Linked DNA regions of Mus musculus: region 1 is linked to region 2. Evidence: chromatin contacts called from public HiChIP or PLAC-seq data. All regions are on one chromosome and are shown on one strand. Each heading gives the region's core, a stretch centred on a gene start, on an enhancer-like site or on the middle of the called end of the contact. The rest is flanking DNA. Distances are from core to core; before and after follow the strand shown.

What was found. HiChIP or PLAC-seq counts read pairs in DNA pulled down with a chosen protein or histone mark.
Region 1: a contact with region 2 is called in an H3K27ac HiChIP or PLAC-seq map of microglia, with 6 times the contacts expected there. The contact joins the promoter of Gdf15 here to the promoter of Dda1 in region 2. A contact is called at or near these places in 4 of 39 promoter capture datasets (hippocampal neurons, neutrophils, pre-B cells and 1 more) and 4 of 115 datasets of contacts at active chromatin or transcription factors (bone marrow-derived macrophages, embryonic stem cells, microglia and 1 more).

Annotation. Positions count from the first base shown.
Region 1 is chr8:70,629,044-70,633,772 of GRCm38.p6, forward strand. It overlaps Gdf15 (growth differentiation factor 15), which reads right to left and starts at 3,052. Exons shown (of 2, transcript NM_011819.3): 1 at 2,290-3,052; 2 at 350-1,131. The coding sequence starts at 2,569. The coding sequence ends at 500. Gm34154 (a long non-coding RNA gene) reads left to right here and starts at 3,520. Exons shown (of 2, transcript XR_870495.2): 1 at 3,520-3,812.
Region 2 is chr8:71,467,758-71,472,181 of GRCm38.p6, forward strand. It overlaps Dda1 (DET1 and DDB1 associated 1), which reads left to right and starts at 1,437. Exons shown (of 5, transcript NM_025600.2): 1 at 1,437-1,568; 2 at 4,280-4,360. The coding sequence starts at 1,566.

The DNA of each region.
Region 1 (4,729 bases), core at 1,802-4,301, 840 kb before region 2:
AAGCTGTTCCAGGTTCCCTTAAACCCCAACCTAGTCAGAGGCCCCCCTAATTCTGGGATGTTAGGCCTGGTTTGAAGGCGTGATGGGAGGAAGGCGACTTTCTGGGGAAACCTAGGCGGGAGCTGAAGCAGAGGCTGTAGAGATGAGCTGCAAACTGCCTCCCTCCTCCTTGCTGCTCAAACACCCAGGACCACCGGGTACTGGCTGGTCCCTCCCACATCAGCTGTCAGTCAATAAAATCTCCTTGAGGCCGGACTAATGGAAGCCTGTCTTCTGTTCCTCTTCTCAGGTCACTAGGGAACCTGAGGCTAGGGAGGTGGGTATCATGCCAAGGTCACTGAGACGCCTATAGAAACCAAGCTCACCTTTATTAGCAGAGTTTTAAATAAATACACAATCCATCCACCCAGCCCGACCCCAATAAATTAATAATATTAATAAATACAAATATAAATAGCATCCTTGAAGGGGAGTGTAGGTGAGGAGCAGGGCCCGGTGCTCAAGCGCAGTGGCAGCCCCGGGCCACCAGGTCATCATAAGTCTGCAGTGACACACCACTGTCTGTCCTGTGCATAAGAACCACCGGGGTGTAGCTGGAGGGGACACAGCACGGGGCAGGCACCTTGTCAGGCTGCAGGCCATGCAGGCGTGCTTTGATCTGCGCATGCGTGTTCGCGGAGCGATACAGGTGGGGACACTCGCCCACGCACATGCTCAGCTGCAGCTGGCGCGGGGACAGCACCCAGTCGCTCCAGCCCAAGTCTTCAAGAGTTGCCTGCACAGTCTCCAAGTGACAGCAGCGCCCCGGACCCAGTGGGCACGAGTCTCTTGGGTGCGCATGCGCGCTTCGGCGCCCCCTGCCGGCGGCTACCCGTAAGCGCAGTTCCAGCTGCGTGCCGCCAGAGGGCAGCATAGCCAGGTCCGGAGGCGGCGTCAGGCGCAGGCGTAATGCGGGAGCACGGGGTCCCCGGAGGCTGAGCGCACGCTTCAGGGGCCTAGTGATGTCCCAGGGGCGGGCCGTCGGCGTCAGCAGGAGCAGCGCTCGGTGCACGCGGTAGGCTTCGGGGAGACCCTGACTCAGCGACGCCCGGTTGACGCGGAGTAGCAGCTGGCCGTGGGACCCCAATCTCACTGCAGAAGAAACCAGAACACCGGTTACTCATGTCCTTAGGGTGTGCCAGGCACAGATGTGCCCCTGTGCAAATGTGCCACTCCCGCCGACCACAGGGTCTGCACAGATGTCAAACATAGGTCTCTCAGTATAGCCCTGGCTGTCCTGGTAACTCTCCATGTAGGCCAGGCTGGCCTTGAACTCACAGATATTTGCCTGTTCTGTGCCACCCCTCACCCCCACCCCAAACCCTCGTGCTGGGATTAAAGACGTACACCGCCACCTTCTGGCTTAAAGTTGATTTTGCTCTTAGCGACAGAGATCCCTAAGGTCTGCCCTGCGCAGGACAGCATGGATCTCTCCAACCTTTTCCCAAGCCTCTGAATAAAGTGTTTAACAAACAGAAGTTGGTTTTCTTTAAAGCAGGGTTTGGTTGCCTACACCTGTCTTCCCAGAACTTGGGAAATGGAGGCAGAAGGATTGCCCTGAGTTTGAAATCGACCTGGGCTACAAATAAAATTTGGGGAGGTTCTCACTCTGTAGTCCCAGCTGGCCTTGAACTCAAGGCAATTCTGCTTCAACCCCCGGAGTAGTTAGGATGGCAGACATGCGCCACCACATCCAAGTGTAGCTTTGCAGATCTTTAGGGAGAGCTACAGTTCGCTTGGATTCACACAACCCTAGCGGATTTGTAAGGGGGCGTGACCCAAATCAGCCTGGGCCCGCCCTCAGCCCTGCTGGGTCCCAGAGCTGAGTCCAGTCCCCTGGATCCTCCTCCCTCCCATCCAAGCGACTGTCACTTGTTACTGTAGCAGTCTCTTTACAAGCGATTGCGTCAGATTTCCGATCCAGTTCCCGCAGGTTCTTTCCGTTTGGCTCCCAACCTGGCTCCTGTCCCTCCCTCTTCCCTCCAGGACCCTCTAACCTTCCCCCATGTCCTCCCCAACTCGAGTGCTGTGCATCTCCAGGAGCGACCTTGACCTCTCTGGACATCATTTGTCCAGCTCCGGTCTAGGGACGGTCATCCGTCCTACTCTGGCTGAGCCCGCTGCTGGCAGCTCCAGAGGTCACAGCAGGGGAAACTGAGTCTCGGAAGCTGGGCTGGGCTCGTGGACTTGAGTGTGTTGGTTGGAGCTTGGAGAGGGTGTTCCTGAAGTGGGTCCCTGGTTGCTACTCACCCTCTGGACTGAGTATCCGGACAGCTGGGTCAGGACTTGGTTCTGAGTTCGAGTCCTCTCGGCTCTGGTTGGCATGCAGCCGGCTCAGCAGGTCCTGGAAGCGACCCCGTAGCTCGTCGGCGTTGAGTTGGGACTCAGGGCCGGAGGGTCGCTGTTCAGGCATTGCCAGGGCGTCCCCCTGCGATGGCCATGACAGCAGCAGCAGCAACAGCAGCAGGAACAGCAGGAACCTCAGTTGAGAGCCGCCTGGAGGCTGGGCCTGGAGCGCGGGCGGGGCCATGTCGCTTGTGTCCTGAGTGTGTCTTTGAGTTAAGCCCTCTGCAGCTGCCTTTATACCCACTGGACTCTGTCCGCTCCGCCCCCGTGTGCGATGCCAACTCGGGTGACCAGGCTAATTCGGGCGGGAATCCCAGGGCTCCGCAGGGGGAGGGGGTGGGAGGGAGGGAAACCGCCGGGCTGGGACCTGAGTGAGGGCTGATCGTCCCCACAGAACATGTGATGGAGTCCAGACTGAAGTTCAAGTGGCTTCTTCCTTCCTCTTGGGACCAGGACTCTCTCCCTCTCTCTTTCCTCCTCTCTCCCTCCCTCCTCCCTCCACCCCCATCAAAGGTGAAGCCAAGGAAAACCTAGAAAAGGCAAGTTCAGGCAAGTCACCCCTATGCCTCAGTGTCCCAGGAGTAGACATTACAGCCGTGCCCAAATGGGCTGGGACATAAGGACAAATCAGGGACTGCACCTCTTCGGTGTCCTCTGTGGGACTCCTACCAATCCTTCAAAACCCTGTACGAACAGTTGTCGCTTCAGGAACCAGATTTACCTTTCAGGATGACTGGATGCTCACACGTGCCCTGCCCTGTGCCTGCCTCAGTATCCCCAGACCAGGGGTTCCTCTTGGGAATGGAGGGAAGAGGAAATCTGCTGCGGGCCTCCTTCCAAACAGGAGGCGGCAGGTGGCTGGAGGGGGTGGGCAGTTCGTCTCAGGCTCAGATAGAAGATGGAGGAGGAGGATGAAGGTGCCAGGAGCCCCATCCACGGTCAGCCTGGGCCCTGAAAGGGTAGTGGCTGTAGTTAGGGCCTCTGGGGAAGACAGGAGTGAGCAAGGAGGGGCACCAGGTGTCATCAAGGGCTCCTGCTGGGGTCCCTCCCAGTATTTACATACTGCTGGGTGGCCTCTGACCTGTGGGGTCACTCCAGGTTAATGACTGACTAGGGTTACTCCATGTCCCCCTGTGAAGACAAGGTAGGTGCATGGTAAGTCTTCACCCGCCATCTCCTTTGTCCAAGACCAGGATGACCCCCAGAACCCTCCCCAAACTGATTCCAGACCACTCCTCCTCAGATCCAAGCCCCACCCCTGATGCACTGCCCAGAACTACCTGTTTGCTCCAGGACCCTTTGCCTACGGGGGTGACTCTTAAAGATCAATGTGGAGAGAGGTGGCACCGCCCTTGGGATCGCAGCTGTGGGCAGTTTTGAGGTATCTGCACTCTGTGAGGAGGCACAGCATGGTGGCCACCTGGCCGGTGAGAGTGGGGTTCTGGGATTATGTTCATCTCTGACCGTTTTCCCCCAAATTTAAGTCTCAGAGTTGGATTCTCTGCCCTGGGCGAGCTGCTGATCTCCGAATCATATCCCAGAGGATAATACTGCAGTCTTCTGGTCCCAGGCCAGCCATTGAGCCTCAGTTTCTCTTTCTGTGAAAGGCTGCTGTGGTCTACATCGTCAGGGTAGGGGTACAGCGGGGGCCGGGGGTGCACGCTACAAATTGAGGGACTATCCCGCGGTCCCATGTGACCTTGGACAAGTTTCTCAGCCTCTCTGCGCTGCAGAGCAAAGGCCAAGGATCAGGATACAGCTGTCTTGCTGCGTGAGATGAGAGGTTGAGACAGGACCATCATGGGTCACAGGTGGGGAAACTGAGGCTGGGGACGGCCCAAAGTCTCTTGGGATGCAGATGGCTTCGTAGATATGGAGCTCGGGAGTGGGCCGAGCAGCTGCCCACTCCCACACGGGGAGCCCTGTGCGGTCTGGATGCTGGGACAGGCCTCGATGTTCTCAGCACTTCTGTACCCCACCTAACCCCACAGGCCGCAGACAGATGCAACCTCAGCCAGCCCAGGTTGCCTCTCTGGCCCTCGGTGTCTTCCTGTGATGGGTCCCAACTTTCCTAACCCACACAGGCCCCTTCAAAAAAGTCACCAGGGCTTCCTGTTTAGGATCCCACTTCGCCAGGCATCTGTGCCCCCTCAACACACACCCACTGCTGTGTGTGACCAACTATACCTTCAGCTTCATCCCGTGGGGTCACCACAAGTTGTGGTAGAGAACTAGAGATGCCCATGTGACCTGAGTACACAGTAGGAGCTCCTGTGCACCTTGAAATTCACACTCTCAGCTGCTTGTCGATAGAGACCCAGGCCTAAAGTCTCAGTCAGGTGTC
Region 2 (4,424 bases), core at 187-2,686:
AAAGTTTAAAAGCTGAGTGTCAGGGGGCTGGTGAGATGGCTCAGTGGGTAAGAGCACCCAACTGCTCTTCCGAAGGTCTGGAGTTCAAATCCCAGCAACCACATGGTGGCTCACAACCATCTGTAACAAGATCTGACGCCCTCTTCTGGTGTGTCTGAAGACAGCTACAGTGTACTTACATATAATAAATAAATCTTAAAAAAAAAAAAAAGCTGAGTGTTGCTGGTGTACACCTTTAATCCCAGCACTAGGTGGGGCAGAGGCAGGCAGATCTGTGAAATTGAGGCTAGCCTGGTCTTCAGAGTGCCAGGGCAGCCACAGTACAAGTAAAACCCTGGGTGCATGTGTGTCATTCCAGCACTCAGGAGGAGATAGCTACATCCTAAGGGAATTCCAGATCCAGCCTAGGCTACACAGACCTGTCTTAAAAACATGAAATTAGGAGGCTGGCCAGGTGGCTCAACTATAAAAAGCTCTTATCACCATGCCAGATGACCAGACCTTGATCCTGGACCACACAGGGTGGAAAGGACTCCCAAAAAGTAGCCCTCGTTACATGAAGACTGTTGTGTACACACACACACACACACTCATAATTCTTAAAATGTTATACAACTTTTTCTGAGACAAGGTATGCTGTGCTGGAAGTCTTGCTCTGTAGACCAGGCAGGCCTCAAATTCTGAGATCCATCACTTCTACCTCCTGTGTGTTGGGATTAAAGGAATGTGCCCCTACCCCCACATTTCCTCTCATGTATTTATTTGTTTGTTTGTTTGTTTAAAGACTTGTTTATGCATGCAGCGTTCTACCTACATGTATGCCTGCTGGCCAGAAGAGTGCACCAAACCTCATTATAGATGGTTAGCTGGGAATTGAACTCAGGACCTCTGGAAGAACAACCAGTGCTCTTAACCTTTGAGCCAATTCTCCAGCCCTACATTTTCTTAATAAGTCCATGTTAGCTCTACCTAAAATAACAAAAGCCTTACTTCTGCCATCCCAGGAATTCGGGTGGCTGAGGCAGGAGGATTGCTGCATGTTTAAAGTCAGCCTGTACTATGAGACCTCAAAAAAATGAACTGTAGGTTGAGATCCAGCATAGGAGGCTGTGAGTTGGATGAACTCATTACAATGAGCCTTCCAGGGACATCATAGAAAAGGTGGAGCAGCTCCTAGAAGGAGCAGAGCCCTGCCGCATCGCTGGCGACCTGTGAACTACAACTCCCAGGACGCATCGCGCGGGTCGCCACCCACGTCCGGATCTCAAGTTCTTACTTCCCAAGCCCCGGGCGGGGTTTGATCCTTCAACCGAACTCGACGACGAAGGCGGAGATGCAGAGACCAATTATAACGCGAACGAGCACCGGTCGGCCAATGGGAGCGCGTCGGGCGCGGCCGCCGTGAAGGGCGGGGCCACCACGCGGGCCAATGACGCGCGGTGCTGTCGCCATCGGAGTGAGCTGCGCGGCGGCTGGAAGTGGCTGTGCGGCGGCTACTGGGAAGGAGGCTGCGGCTGCGGCGGCGGCGGCGGCGGCGGCGGTCCGGGTGGCAGAAGACGCGGACGATGGTGAGCGCGGCCATGCGGCCTCCCTTACTGCCCGGCATGGCGCCATGGGGTCCCCCACTGTCTCTGAAGGCTCCCCGCCCTATCCCCCCCCACCAGCCCCGGCCCCGCCCCTCACGCTGACCTGTGACCTATGACCCTTCCCCCGATCCCTCCGAGGGCTGCCCATAGACCCCACTAGAGCTCTTTCTGCGAACCCTGACCCTAGGTATGCTTCCAGGCCCTGACAACTCATTCATTTCCGGGTCGCGACTGTCTCTTGTCTCCCCCTCCCGGAAATCGCTTGCGATGGGGTGGGGTCCCTTGAGACAGCCCCCCTCCCGCTCCGGGCTGTTCCTCGACATGGCTCCTCGGGTTCCGGGCGTTTGAGGTGCGGGTCTTGGTTCATCGTAGGGAGGGGGTTGTCACTGTCACATACAGGGCTTTGTCACTAAAGGAGGTGCGACATCGCGCCAGACCAGGTTCCCACCCCTTTCTCTCATCTCGAGCCCACACTTGTCCTTCTTCTTCCTTTTTGCAAAATGAGGGTGCCCACCCCTTAGGATGGGGTATCCACAGGGGCTAACACAGGCACCTGCCCACAGATGAGCTAAGGGACATTCTTCCCTCGCTGTCCCCCAGTCCTCAAGTGACGTGATTCCTGTAACCAGCTGGGAGTTCAAAACCTGCTCCGGGGTTGAGGCTTCCGTGGTTCTTTGGGATTGGGGTTCCCATCTGTGACCTGAGGCAGTGGCCATCCCTCACAGTTGGGCAATGATGAGTCCAGACCCCATATGCCAGCCCGCACCCTGGAGAATAGGTAGTGAACCCCACAGAAGAGTTTCTAGACAGGGAGAGTTGTGCTTTCCAGAGGCCTGTTCCACTTCCTCCCTACCCTCTCCCATCCCAGCCCTTTGGCCATCTTTAATTTACTTAGAATCAGGTTTTCAAAAAGGACACTTTGTGCGCTTTCTAACATATCAGGCATCCTTGAACCCCCCTGTGGTGAGTCTGTGCCTGGCTTCCTTTCATGGGCAGCACCCTGCTTTGTGACCTCATCCCCACCTGCTTAGCCCTTTCCTAGTGGCCACTTCCTCTGGTTCCCAAGTCCCTTCTGTCCCAGGACCTTTGCATCAGCTGCACCTCTGCCTGTGTGGCTTCCCTTGACCTCAAAGGCCCATGGGGGAGTTTACACCTATGTCTTGAGGCCTTATTAGCTCACAGGAGGAGGTTCTGTCTTCCTTTAGAAATGCAGACAGGTACACACTCATGCCTTAACCTGAGGGATCTCTGCTAGCCTTGCGCTCCCCCAGCCCCCATCTTGTTGCTTCCACCTCCCAAGTACTGGGGTGACAGCTGTGGGGGGCATAAGTAGAACAAGACAGTCTTCTGCATGGCTGCCCCAGACTTGCCTGGACCCCACACTAGCCTAGCTTTTGCTACCAAGCCACACATAACACCCTCTAGGCTAATGGACCCAGGTACCTTGGTTCTGGAGCCCCATGTCTATAGCAGTGCTCTGGCCTGGGGGTGTGGGGAGGGAACTTTGAAACCTGCACCCTGGGTGGTCTGGTGTGTTCCTTTTTTGAGCCAGAGCAGCCGATTAAAGGCGGAGAACAGAGACACTGAGGCTGCCTAGCCACGATCCAGGCCTGCAGAGGGGGTGGGCCATTGGCACAGCACCTCTGCATTATTGGAGCATCCCAGGCCTGGGCCTCGGGAATGTCACAGGGAGCAGTACTGGGGGCCTGTGCCCGGCTGTACATTGGTGGATGCCATTGCTCACTGGCAGGCACATGATAGCACACATGGTGACATGTCAGGGCAGGGCACACTAACTGTGGTTCACGTGGTGCCCCTCCCCAGACCCGAGTGATAGTTGGTAAACATCCTGGCTGCCTCCCCAAGTAAAGCAGAATGAAGACAATTACAGGACCCTCTCCAATAGCAGCCAGCTCCTTCTGTGGGTATAAAGTGGGCCACCCCTACCCAGGCCAGGCCTGGGGCTCCCCAGAAGCAGGCCTGGCTGGCCATTCACATGCCTGTAACTTTAGTCCACATTGACTTTTTGAGGCAAGGTGTTGTGACCATGGCCAGGCAGCTCTCAAGCTGACAGACCCTCCAGTCTCTGTTCCCACCCTGAGCTGGGACAGCAGGTGGGTACCATGCCCATCTTCTGAAGTATTCTCTCATTATTGCCCCCCTCCATGTGCATACACACACATACATACACCGTGTCTCTGTGTAGCCCTGGCTGTTGGAATTCCCTCTGTAGACCCACTGGCCTCAAACACTGTCTCCTGAGCACTGGGACTGAAGGCATTTACCACCACTGCCTGGCTTCAGTATTGCTTTGTTGTTGTTTTGAGATAGGGTCTCACTCTGTAGCCCAGGCAGGTTTGGGACTTGTAGTAATCCCCCTGTCTTAGTCTCATGGATGTTGGGATGGCAGGCAGGCAGGCACTGCTGTGCCCAGAGGAAGTATAACTTTAAACAGCTTCTGGGCTAGTGAGATAGAGAGCAGGTAAAGTGTTTACAGTTATGCCTGGTGACAGACAGACCCACCTGGAAGGGGAAAGTGACCTGAATATCTTGTCTTCTGAGCGTGTGCGCACATGCGCGCGCACACATACAAACAGCAACACCCATACACCGTCCCTCACACAAACATACATAGCACCAGATGGGTGTACCCTGGTCTGCACTGGAGGTCTCACAGCCACCCCTGTCTCCAGGCAGACTTTCTGAAAGGCTTGCCCGTCTACAACAAGAGCAACTTCAGCAGGTTCCACGCGGACTCTGTGTGCAAGGCCTCGGTGAGTGTGGGGCTGGGGGTGGCGTCACTGTCCTGAGGATGAGGGTTGCCAGCTAACCCACCGC